Regions from separate parts of the Columba livia genome. Here region 1 is linked to region 2. A link is a contact called in public Hi-C data. All regions are on one chromosome and are shown on one strand. Each heading gives the region's core, a stretch centred on a gene start, on an enhancer-like site or on the middle of the called end of the contact. The rest is flanking DNA. Distances are from core to core; before and after follow the strand shown. Region 1 holds the start of IER5L (immediate early response 5 like). Region 2 has its middle 4.4 kb from the start of NTMT1.

The links. Hi-C and Micro-C count contacts between places; a contact is called where the count stands out from the background.
Region 1: a contact with region 2 is called in a Hi-C map of liver, with 2.5 times the contacts expected there. The contact joins the promoter of IER5L here to the enhancer-like site in region 2. A contact is called at or near these places in 2 of 2 Hi-C or Micro-C datasets (crop and liver).

What each region holds. Positions count from the first base shown.
Region 1 is chr19:5,366,219-5,371,835 of bColLiv1.pat.W.v2, reverse strand. IER5L (immediate early response 5 like) reads right to left here and starts at 3,318. Exons shown (of 1, transcript XM_065035841.1): 1 at 1,651-3,318. The coding sequence starts at 2,952. The coding sequence ends at 1,960.
Region 2 is chr19:5,266,194-5,271,842 of bColLiv1.pat.W.v2, reverse strand. No RefSeq gene overlaps it. Among named protein-coding and RNA genes, the nearest start is that of NTMT1, 4.4 kb to the right of the region's middle. Within about 2 kb of position 1,867, at least 2 of the 3 cell types and tissues checked have an H3K27ac peak away from gene starts, as active enhancers do.

The sequences.
Region 1 (5,617 bases), core at 2,069-4,568, 99 kb before region 2:
CGGGATTTTCGCTGTATGCTGGAAACTACGCGTTTTGCACGGGATTTTAAAACATGTTTTTAGAAAGTCTCCAGCTGAGGTTCGGCCGGTGGGGGGCGAGGAGCGCCCGCGGGTCCGTTCGTTTGGTATAAAGAGGTGTGTGGGGGGGGAATACACAAAAAGGAGAGGGGGGGAACAAATAAATAAATAAAGGAGGAACCCGCACGCACCACCGAGCGGCCCCGCGCGGCGAGAACTAACTCCAACTCAAAATAAACTTCCCGAGCGCATCGGGGAGCGCGGAGGTGGCGGCGCTGCCCAGGTGCCGGGGGGCCGGGCCGCGCAGGTAGAGGCAGCGCCGGGGGGTCCCTCGGCTCCCCCCGCCCAGGGCAGCGGGGAGGGGACACCAACCCCATCCCCTTCCCCAGCTGGGACTCGCTTTGCGCGACACCTCCAGACCCACCGGGGGCTTTTGTTGCCTCCTGCCAGCCGAGGGGGCGGCGCGGGGGAGATGGTGAAGCTGGATGGTGTTGGGATGGGGACAAAGGGGGTTTGCGGGGCGGGGGGGGGGTCGGAGCCTCCTCAAAGGTTCACCGGTGCAAAGGGGAAGGGGCGGCTCAGGAGCGGGGCTTCCGCGGGCTGCGGTGTGAAGGAAAGCGAGGGCACAGCAACTTTATAATCGACTTTTTATTAAGATTATAAATTTAAACAAATCTGAACAGTTTTACCCGGTGATATACAATTCCATATGCACAAAATTACAGGCTTACAAACAAAGAAAAAGGAGAAAAAAAAAAAAAAAAAGAAAAAGAAAAAAAGACCCCAACAGACCGTTTGGCAAAGCATCCTCAGTTACACATAGTGCTGATACCGTGAAGTTGGGAGTGGACAGGCTGCAAAAAAAATAAACAAGGGGAGGGGGGACACGAGCAGAAAACCCACCTTTTTACAACAAAAGGTTTTTCTTTTCTTTTTTAGAAAAAAAAATACGAAAACAACCCGAGAGACTCTACAGGAGACAGATCTCTTCACAAGACCAAACAATGCTGGTTTTATGGTTTGGAAGGCTGAAACCAGAACAGTTGAACTTAAGGAAAAGAAAAAGAGTAAGAGACCCGACACAGCACACCGGAGACGTGAGTAGCGTTACACGGTTACCTGCGGCACCACAAACACACACCGGGGCGGGGGCTCCGGGCTGCCCGGGGGCGGTTCGCCCCTTCCCGGCGGGGAGCAGCCCGGAGGGACCCCCGGCCCCTGCTTCACCCCCTCCCTCCCCCCCCAAATTCAGCTCTTGTAACCCTCCAGCGTTACCCCGGCACAAACGGTGGGAAGAAGTCGCATCGCACACGTTTCTTCTGGGAGGAAAGTTGAAATGTTTTCATTTCTGCCTCTTTTTAATGTTCTTTTTAATATATAAAGAAACGCACAAAAGCGAACCGGCAGCGGGTACTTTGCTCCTCCCTGCACCCCAAAACTAGCGGAGCCGGGGGGGCCCCGCGGGGCAGCCCGGACGGGCGGGGGCCGCTCCCGCCGGGGGTCCCGGGGCCGGTGCGGCGGGGCCCGGCTCTCACGTGGCGCTTCCCCGCCGCAAGCACCGGCCCCGGGAAACCCGCGGCAAAGAGAACCCGAGCGGACACAAAGAGGATTATTTAAATAGGTGCTTCGTTGTTGTTGTTTTTTTTTGTTTGTTTGTTTTGTTTGCTTATTTTTTTTTGTTGTTTTTTTCTCTCATCTCTGCAAAAATAAAGTCCCAAGATCTTAATTATTTTTTTCTTTATTGTACAATTTATAAAACACTAGCGTGGCTCTGCCCTCCCACCTCCCCTGCGCACCCCTCAGCACCCCCCACCCCCCCTCCCCTCGTCCCAACCCCCCCCTCGCCTTTGTTTCAGGGTCCCCCCTCTCCGGAGCCGCTGTCCCTCGGATCGCACCCCCGTTTTGCAACCCCCCCCTCCCCTCTTTGCTCCCCGCTCCTCTCTAAAACGCGACGATGGCCCGAGTCCAGGCTCCCAGGCTCGCCAGCGCCTGCTTGCTGCACAGCTGCCCGTTGAGGGGCTGCTCCGAGTCCGCCTGCTGCCGGCTCACCAGCCCCGTGAAACCGGAGCCGAAGATGGAGATCAAGTTGGAGATGTTGGAAGAGTCCTGGGGGTGCTCGGCGCTGTACTCCTCGAAACGGGCGCGTTTGGTGCACGGGGCGAAGGGGGGGCCGCCCGCCACCCCGCCTCCCCCCGGCTCCCCTTCCTCCACCCCCTCCTCTTCCTCCTCCTGCCCCGGGTAATACTTGCGCTTGGTGCCCGGCGTGGGCGGCGGGGAGGCGAGCCCCGGTGCCGGCTGGCAGCAGCAGGGGCACTGCGAGCAGCAGTCCTGGTGCAAGTACCCGTTCTCCACCGTGGTCACGACGTGAGTGTCCAAATCCAGCACCGTGGTGCGGCTGCTACAGTGCGGCGCCCCACCGCTCCCGAAGTCACAACCGGCGGCGTAAAGCAGCCCCGGGGCCGCGCTGTTGCTGCTGCCGCCGCCGGGACCGGCACTGCCGGTAGCCCGGTAGAAGCCCGGGGACGAGTCTCTGCAAGGCGCTCGCTGCAGCTCCGGGGGCGCCGCGCATACCGGCACCTCCAGCAGCTCCGCACCGCCCCGCACCACCGCGCAGCTCCGCGCCTCGCGGTCCTGCGTGTCGGCGGGCAGCGGGAGCACCGCCAGCTCCGGCGGGGCGGCGGCGGGCGGCGGGCAGGCGGGCATGGCGAGGAGCGGGGCGCCGTCGGGGTAGTGCTGCTGGCGGCGGTAGAGCTCGGCGTAGCGCTCGCTCAGGTAGAGCTGCCGGGCGTTGCGGAGCACATAGGAGACGAGCAGGTTCTTGTGGAGCTTGATGCCGCCTCGTTGCGTGCGGGAGCTGTGGATCTTCCGCAGGGAAATACTGATCAAACTCTGCGCATCGAGGGTGCACTCCATCCTCCTCCGGCCCCTCAGCATCTGCTCTCGCCACCCGCGCAGCCAGGCACCCCGGGCCGCATCCACACGGCGACCGGGAAGGGTGCGGAGGGTCGCAAAAAAAAGGATAAAGAGGCGGGGGAGGGGGGGGAGGGAAATAGAAGGGGGGGGAAAGGAGGAAAAGGGGGGGAAAGAACCTGAGGTCGCTGGAGAAGGGGGGAAATAGAGAGGGGTGTCTTCAGGGGGCGGCCAGCGGCGGGAGCAGAGCGGGCATCGCCGTGCGCGCCGGTGGCTCCGCTGCTGCCGCTGCCGCGAGCCGTGCGGGGACAGGCGCGTGCAGCCAGCGCCACCAGCGCCGCGCGCGCCCCCGCCCTCCCCGCGCGCCGCCCCCGCCCGCCCTTCTCGCGTGCGCGCGCCTGCCCTGTCCCGCCCCCTCGCTCGCGCTCCCTCCACGCCCCACCCACTCCCCACTCCGCCCCCGCCGGCCGGTACCTGTCGCGCAGCGGCACTGAGCGCCCGCCTGCCCAGCCCCCGCATTTTATAGCACCGCGCCGGCCCCGCCCCGCCCCCCCGGCGCGAGCTGCCAACGGGGCGGCGGCGGGCGGCTTGATGGGCGGGCGCGGTGGCCAATAGGGGCGAGGCGGGTTCCTCGCGCCGTTCAAATGCTGCCAGGCGCGGCGCGGCCCAGGAGGGCGGTGGGACCGGGCTGGGGCTCGGCCGGGCCGGGCGGGGGATGGCGGGTTGTGCCGGGCAGCGCGGTCCCGTGGCAGCGGGCAGGGCTGGGGCGCCGCCAGCCTGCGCTGCTCCCCTCACACAGGTGAGCGGGGGGCGGCTCCCGCCTCGGTGGGCGGTGTCGCAGCCCGGGCCACGCCGATCAGCTCTCCGGGGACACCGGGGTCCCTATGCAGCTCTCACAGTGACATCCCCGGGGCACTGCCTGTTCCCGGCACCTATGGTGGTACCGGCAGCCTCTGGGATCGTGCTGGAGGGGCTGCCCCGTCCCGGCTGGACGCAGCCGCTTGTCCCCTCTGCAGCCCCTGCCGTGTCCCCTCCGCTGTGCCCCAGCCCTGCAGCATTAAGGGCTGTGAGGGGCTGGCACTGCTGGTTCCTCCCGCACCCCAACAGCGAGCAGCCCCCGGCAGGAACACCCCATCTCCCACCCTGCAAACACCCACCTGCACCCCACGCGTGGCAGAGAGGAGTCGGGTGTTTCCCCCTACGGGGGAAGCAGGACCGTTCATGTCACTGATCAGAAATTGACCTCAATCACAGCACTTTTTCCGCTAAAGTGTGAGTAGGACCATGCACGGGCTGTTGCTAATTAAGGGCTCCTATCCCACCCCGTTGCACACAGCTGTTTTGAACCTGCAGGGCAGCAGGGGGGTCCCCGCTGGGTGCTCCTTCATAGGGTGCATGCGATGCGGGGGGTTCTGGGCAGGTCCTTGTGGGATGGAGGAAGTTAGGGGGTGTAGGGGCTCAGGGCTGACCCCGTGCTTGTTGCTTGAAGGACCTGGCCACCGCGGGACACAGCCATCTGCCCAGGCAGCAGCATTACTCAGAGAAGCTGGTATCACTGCAGAGGAACAGCCCTTGGCCAGCAGGTAAGAGCTGGCGGTGGGTGCGTAGCTGGAAGGCTCAGGGGAGAGGGCTGTGGTGTTTTGGTGGGAAAAGGAAAAATGAGTCAGGAAGTGCCAGAGGGACTGTGGTGCTGGGGCAATGGGAGCTGCAGACCTGCTTCTGAAATGGCACCTCTGTAAAAGGCAGAAGGGAGAGGATGGGGTTTCCGCACTGACTGTGGAGGTTCCCCATGTTGGGTGCCTGAATTGGGGGATGTGTTGGTGTGTGTATCTTAGTGGTGACTACAGGCAGCCTTGCGTCTGCAGGTTGTGGGGACCCCACTTGATATCAAACCCCCAAAGCCCTTGTTCCCACTGGTACAGCCCAACCTCCAAACCACAGGGACAGCATGTAAGGTGGTCACTGGGCTTGTCAGCTTTGGGGGCACTGTGTAAAATCTGGGGCCATTGGGATGTGCTCTGAGGGCTGGGGGCTTTGCTTAATTCCCTGTCCGGCTGGGCTCTGCTGGCTCAGCTCACCCATGTCCTTCACCCAGGGGAAGGGGAGCAGGCCCAGAACCATGGAGGATTTTCTCCCTGTGGAAAGGCTCTTGGGACAACAGCTGGGCTGGGGCAGCTCGTTGTCCCCTGAGCGACATGGGCTAAGTCTTCCTTGCTTGTGCAGCCTTGTTTGTGGAGCAGCCTTCCCCACAAGCTGTTCTCACCTATGCGAACCGGAGTCAATGATACTCTGTGCATTCCCAGGCTCTTGTTGGATGCTCTTGACTCGGTTCCTTGTTCATAATGTGGGAAACAACTACAACCCTGTCTAGAGCATGGCTGTAGCTCAAGGCAGTGGGTACAGGCAGTATCCAAGGTGGGGGATTGCACCGTCTCCTTTCTCTTCTCCTCTGGTCTCCCTCCCTTGCGACCCTTCCTGGCTGCATGTTGGCTTTTCCAAGCCTGTGACTGTGCTGCAGCTACAGAGCTGGGAGGTGATACCCAGGGCTGGTCAGCACAGATAATACAGGGTACAGCACGGCTGGGGTTTGGGGCACATCATGCAAACCAGTGCTGAGCTTTGGGTGCTTTGGTGGCCTGAGTCAGGCCTTACTCTTGGTGTGCGAGCTCAAAGGCTCTGCCCTCATGGG
Region 2 (5,649 bases), core at 618-3,117:
CACAACCGGCTCCAGGAACCAGCTCAAGGTCACAGCGGGAACCTGCGGACTTGGCAGCAGTGAGTGAGGGAGGAGGGATGGAGGGAGCGAGGAGGGACGGAGGGAGGAGGAAAGCAGCCCGGGGTCAAAATGAAACCATGGCCGGGGAGAGGGGATGGTAAGGGAAGGAAGGTAGGGTTTGGGGTGGGTCCCACTGTCCCACCCATGGGTGCCCCCAGGATCGCTGCGGCCCCAACCCTGGTGTCCGCTGGTGCAGAGCCCTGCGCCCTCCTCCGTGCCATCTGAACTGTCCAAGACCAGGAAAGTCCCCTTGTGTCCCCAGAGCCACCCCGGGAATGCTGGAGCCACGTCCCTCCCATGGGACTTCCCAGGCTGGCGGGAGGTTTTCCAAGCTGGGGGATTGGATCCTGCAACACAGCCCGATCCCAAACTCTTACCTTATTTTCTTTTTAAGGCCAGTTTTCTTTTTAAAGCAGCAGCTCCTGGAGTCCTGCAATCGCTGCCGAGTTTCTGCCTTTGTTTCAGGCCAGAAGGACCTTTAGAGCCGTCCTTGCTGTAGAGCGCAGGGGGGAAAAGTAAGTCTTTAAAGGCTCAAAGCCCAGAAGTTAATAGAAATAAATAAAAAGCTCTCAGCATTGCATTTTTTAAATCTTTGACATGGAAAGAAATCTCACAATTCTGGGTGCCCACCCTCAGGGCAGGTAAATCTGAATGAAGCGAAGGCACCAGAGGTGAAGATAAACCCTCTTGGAGCCGTGATGCTCTCAGCTGGGTTGGCCTGATCCTGCCCCAGAGGCTGCAGCACCTTTACCCGCATTGGGGGTTGCTGGCTTAACACATCTGGGGGCTTTTTGGAGACAAACGGGAGCAAACCTCAGGCAGACGCGACCCTGGAGGGTGGCTGTGGCCACACTGGGGCTGTGGCTCCATCTTGTTCTGGGCTTGGTTTGGCGATGCCTGATTTTAATTTTCATCAGCAGAATTAATTTGTGGAGTTATTTTCCCTTTCTCCCCCCTCCCCTTCCTCTCCTTCCTGCTTTATACAGAGAATTTGATCATTTCTCTCAGGAGCTCGGCATCATTAGCATTCACCCCCTGTGCTGCACCAAGTGCCGCCGGCTCCGGTACCTGACCCGGCTCAGATGAGACCTGGGCATGGGCAGCTCCAGCACCCCCAGCTCCACACTGGGCTGCCCCAGCACAGCCAGGAGGGTGGGATCCTGACCTCCAGCTTTGCTCTGCTGGAGCCTGGGCTTTCCAGGAAAATTAAGAGCACCCAAGCCAGGAGCAGAGGTCATGGCCAAGTCTTGCAAGATCCGGTGGTTGAAGTCATGCAGATTGGTAACCTGGGGCTTTCCCAGTGTTGCATGAATTTGCAGGCTTTGGGCTTTCATTAATAAAGGTTTTTAAACATCATCATCATCATCATTATTATTATTATTATTATTATTATTAAATATTATTAATGTTATTAAATATTGCAGACCAGACTGCTTTCCCCAGCAATAGCGCCAGGGAGCCGGCACAGCCTCCCTCAGCCAGCCCCATGCCGGCCATGTGCCCCAGCTCTATATGCACTGCAGGTCTGTGTGCTATAGAGCCATGGGCAATGTATGGAATCTATATGGGAAGCAGCCTGTGCTGAGACTTTGCTTTCTTCGCTTAGGTCTGAAGGGGCCCCGAGAGCTCAGGCTATTGGGAAGGAAGGAAACAAGAAGACTCGCAGGGCTTATGTTTGGCTGGAGTGTAGGAGCACCAAACCCAGCTGGTTTCACCCCTGGCGTTCCCCAAAAGCCTTTTTCACCCCATTTCAGGCCCTTTTCTCCCTGGCAGTAGCAATAACCCACACGTGCAGACACTGGCTTTGCAGCCAAAGGGATGTGGATGGGCAGCAGCCCCAGGGAAGGAAAAGGGAATTTTGCTGCTGCCCTTCCAGTTTAATTGCCTGTGTGCAGGGACAACAGCCCACCTGTGCCCACCGCGTTTAACCCTTTCCTTCCCAGACAGAAGCCCTGCCAGGGTGTCCCACCTGTGAAACAAAACCAGCTCCCAATGGGAGGAACAACTGAGCCAACCAGGCCCAGTCCAGGGAGAAAGAAAAAGCAGCAAAACAAGTTCAGGAGCTGGAATGGAAAAATAAAGGTTAAATCTTGCATGTGCTGCCATCCCCGTCACCCCGCAGCTCGTCCCGGGGAGGAGCAGAGGCGGGAGCGAACCTCACGCTGCCTCATGCCCTGAGCAACAGCTGAGCCGTCGGTTTGTTCCACCCAGGCTGTGTGGAGAGAGGTGAATTTTGCTTTAGCAGGATTCCTGCTTCAACACAGCCCTTTATTTCCCGCCCCACCCCCCCGCTCCTTTTTGGCTATGGAGAAGGGAGCTGAGCCTGCCACAGCCCAGCTGCGCTGCTGGGTGAGGGCAGAGAAGCGTTAGCTGAGACCAGGAGCCGAGCGCTTTATTTTTAGTCGCAGTTTAACAAGTATTAATTAATAAGAGTGTAAATGCTAATGCCAAGATGACACAAACTGCATTGCCTGAAATGAATGTTTGGGACGTGTCTGTGCCAGGATTTACAGCCGGGTGGGTTCAGAGGGGCTAAATTATTGCTCAAACTGCAAGGATAAGCTGAGCTGGCTTGTTACCGGCATCGGATCTACCTCCTGCTTCTGTGGGATGTGATGGGGGCTTAGGGCTGGGTTTAGGGCTGGGTTTAGGGCTGGCTCTCCAGCAGTGCCTCGCCACACCGTGTGGGCAAAAACTTCCAGGAGGTTTTACGAAGCGTGGGTTGTTTTAGTCTCTTCTTGTCAGGGCTGAGCGGGTGTGGGGTCGTACCTTGCAGAAGGATTTGTCAGCCCAGTGAAGACTTAACTTTGGAAAAAGAAATCTTTGCCCCCAGTCAAGTCCCTCTGTCCTGCCTGTGGTTTCTTGCTCAAGAGCTCAGCAGGCTGGACCTAGGCTGGGTTTTCCTCCTCCTTTCTCCTCTCTGATGCAGGCGGGAGGGAGCTGGTACCCGCCACTCTGGTTCGGTTTGGGGAGGGATGCGCGGGGGACGCGTGGCCGTGGCGCGGGGTCCCTGCTCGGGCTGCCACGCTGCTCGTCAGCAGCTCCCTTCGTATCACAGAATTTTAATTTAGTTAGTTGAGTTCTTTAAACAGTGTGAACTTGCTAAGTGCTTTGCATATTTTATACTCGTGCGTAACATTTATCAAACAGAAAGCACAATTAATCAAAGAGGGGAGCTTCTGTAAGTGGGAGCAGTTTGTATTCTCCCTCTTTCTCCCTGCCGTGTGCTTTCCTCCTCATCTCCCTCCTCTTCCTCCTCTTCCTCCTCTTCCTCCTCTTCCTCCTCTTCCTCCTCTTCCTCCTCTTCCTCCCCACCACCCTGTACCGGCCATGAAGCCAGAGCAGCTTCACTGTTCCCTACACACATGTACATACGCTCTCTCTCTCCCCCACCATACCATGCACACCATATATACATGTATTAGAAATGTTTTATATATGTGTATATATATATATATTTGTGTGTGCATATATACGTGCATATATTCATGCTCATATATCTATATGCATATACATATATCTATCTGGTGTGTAAATGTGTATATATGTATGGTATGTATGATATGCTGTATACATATATGTATGTGTATACATGTAGGCATAAAGAGTCAATTTTCTCTATATGTATGTGTATAAAGGTATGTATGTGTATACACACACATACACAGTTACCGTACTCACAATATTATACACGCAGTGTATTTTATATATATATACACACACTATATCTACTATCTAGCATACGATTTGTAGTATATAGCATATCTCACACTATATAAAATAAATACCTTTTCTATATTTTGGGCTGCTGAGGGGGTTCAGCGGTGTCGCTGGTGATGCTTCAGCCTCCCGGTGAGAGCCAGTGGCAGAGGGACAAGGTGGGATGGATGGTCCCAGCCCAAGCTGCACTGGGTGCCCAACTGGCTCCGTTTGGGGACAGCAGCTGGTGGCCAGTGACAGGGACACGGGACACCCTGAGACGTCTCCTGGGCAGGAGTGTGGCCGCAGCCTCCCAGCTTGTGTCCCCTCTCCTTGCTGGGGTTGAGGTACAGACCAGGGGTTTCTTTGGGGACAAACAGCAAAGGGACACTAGTTGCTGTCCCCAGGACATCTGTGTTCATCCTAAGGGCAGTGTCAGCCAAACCACACCAGGTTTTGGCTGTGAAGATGGTGACGCCTGTGCTGGTACCGCCGAAGGGCTGGCACTGGGAGATGAGAGGTGACAGAGCACGGCTGGTGACAAGGGACCCACATCTCTGCCACCCCTCCGAGTGCCTTGGTGGCTTTCAGGGAGCATGGGGAAGGCCTGGCCTATTTAATTCCAACTTCCCAAGCCTTGGCCATAACATGGCAGAGGCGGCTGAAGGAGGGCAAACATGGGCGCAGGGGCAGGTTTGGTTGGGATGAAGCCCATGGCCAAGCAAAGGCGGTGGGAGCAACTGAGTGGGTCCCAGCAAAGTACCTGGAAGCTCTTCCCAGCACCCCAGAGGGCTTTGTTGCTCCATTAATTGTCATTAATGGCAGCAAATGGGGCAGCAGGCACCCACCCAGACCCGGGTTAACCGCTGCCGAGGGGAGGGTTGTGCCAGCACTGCAGGACCTGCCTTGCAAATCACCTGCAACAACATGTGCTGTCCTGGTCACCTCTTCTCAAAAGTGATAGTGCAAAATTAATTAGAATTAATTAATCAGAAAAGGGTAATAAGGGTGATTAAGCACCTGGGGAAAAGAAAAAAAATATATATATTCCTGAAGAGCAATTGCAGCACCAGTGATTGCCTTGAAAGGTGGCGAGTGAGCGGGAGCAGGAGAGTGTGCAGGGAAACAAATGGGCTGGAGAAGAGGGTCTGGGGGGTGTTTTCTGTCTCGTCGCACAAGGAATTGCCGAGTGACAAGATTGAAACTGGTCACAGGAAAAACATTTCCTGGCAGCAGCGACCACGGGGAGGCAGCTGAGCCGAGGAGGGGAGCGGGCTGCTCTGCAGTGCGGCCAGAGCTGCTGCCACGTCTTTTGCAGACTTGGCTTTGCACGATTTGGCCCCAAGATTGGACCCGTCACCAGCAGAGAGTGGGACTCCATGTCCTCAATGGTGGGACCCTCATGCCCAGCCCTTTGCAGGGCTCAGCACCACAGTGAGCTGAGAGATGCTCAACCAATTTCTTCTTCCTCTCTTAATTTTAAGCCACACTCTGTTGCCTCAATACAAAAAAAGTATGTATAAATTAAAAGGGAACTTTTCCAAGTGAGATTGGCCCCTGGTTCAAGGAAATCACTGCAGATTTCATTGAAACCTGAGGGGCTGATGCGGAATCCCAACCCCAGGAGGGACAGAAGCACTGTCCCCTCCCTGTCACCACAAAGGACTTTAGTGGTGGGGAAGGATGGGGGAGAGGCTGGGGCTTAATGGAAAGGGTCTACAGGAGCCTCAGTGCAACATGGTGAAAAAAGGGACAAAAAATGTCTATTTTGGGAAGCAGGTGGGACAAATACCATGGGCTCCATGGATGGGATGTGACTGCCCCATGGACAACTTGAGAATAGAGGTGACAATCAGAGCGATGCAATGGCTGCTGGTGGCTTCAGTGAGG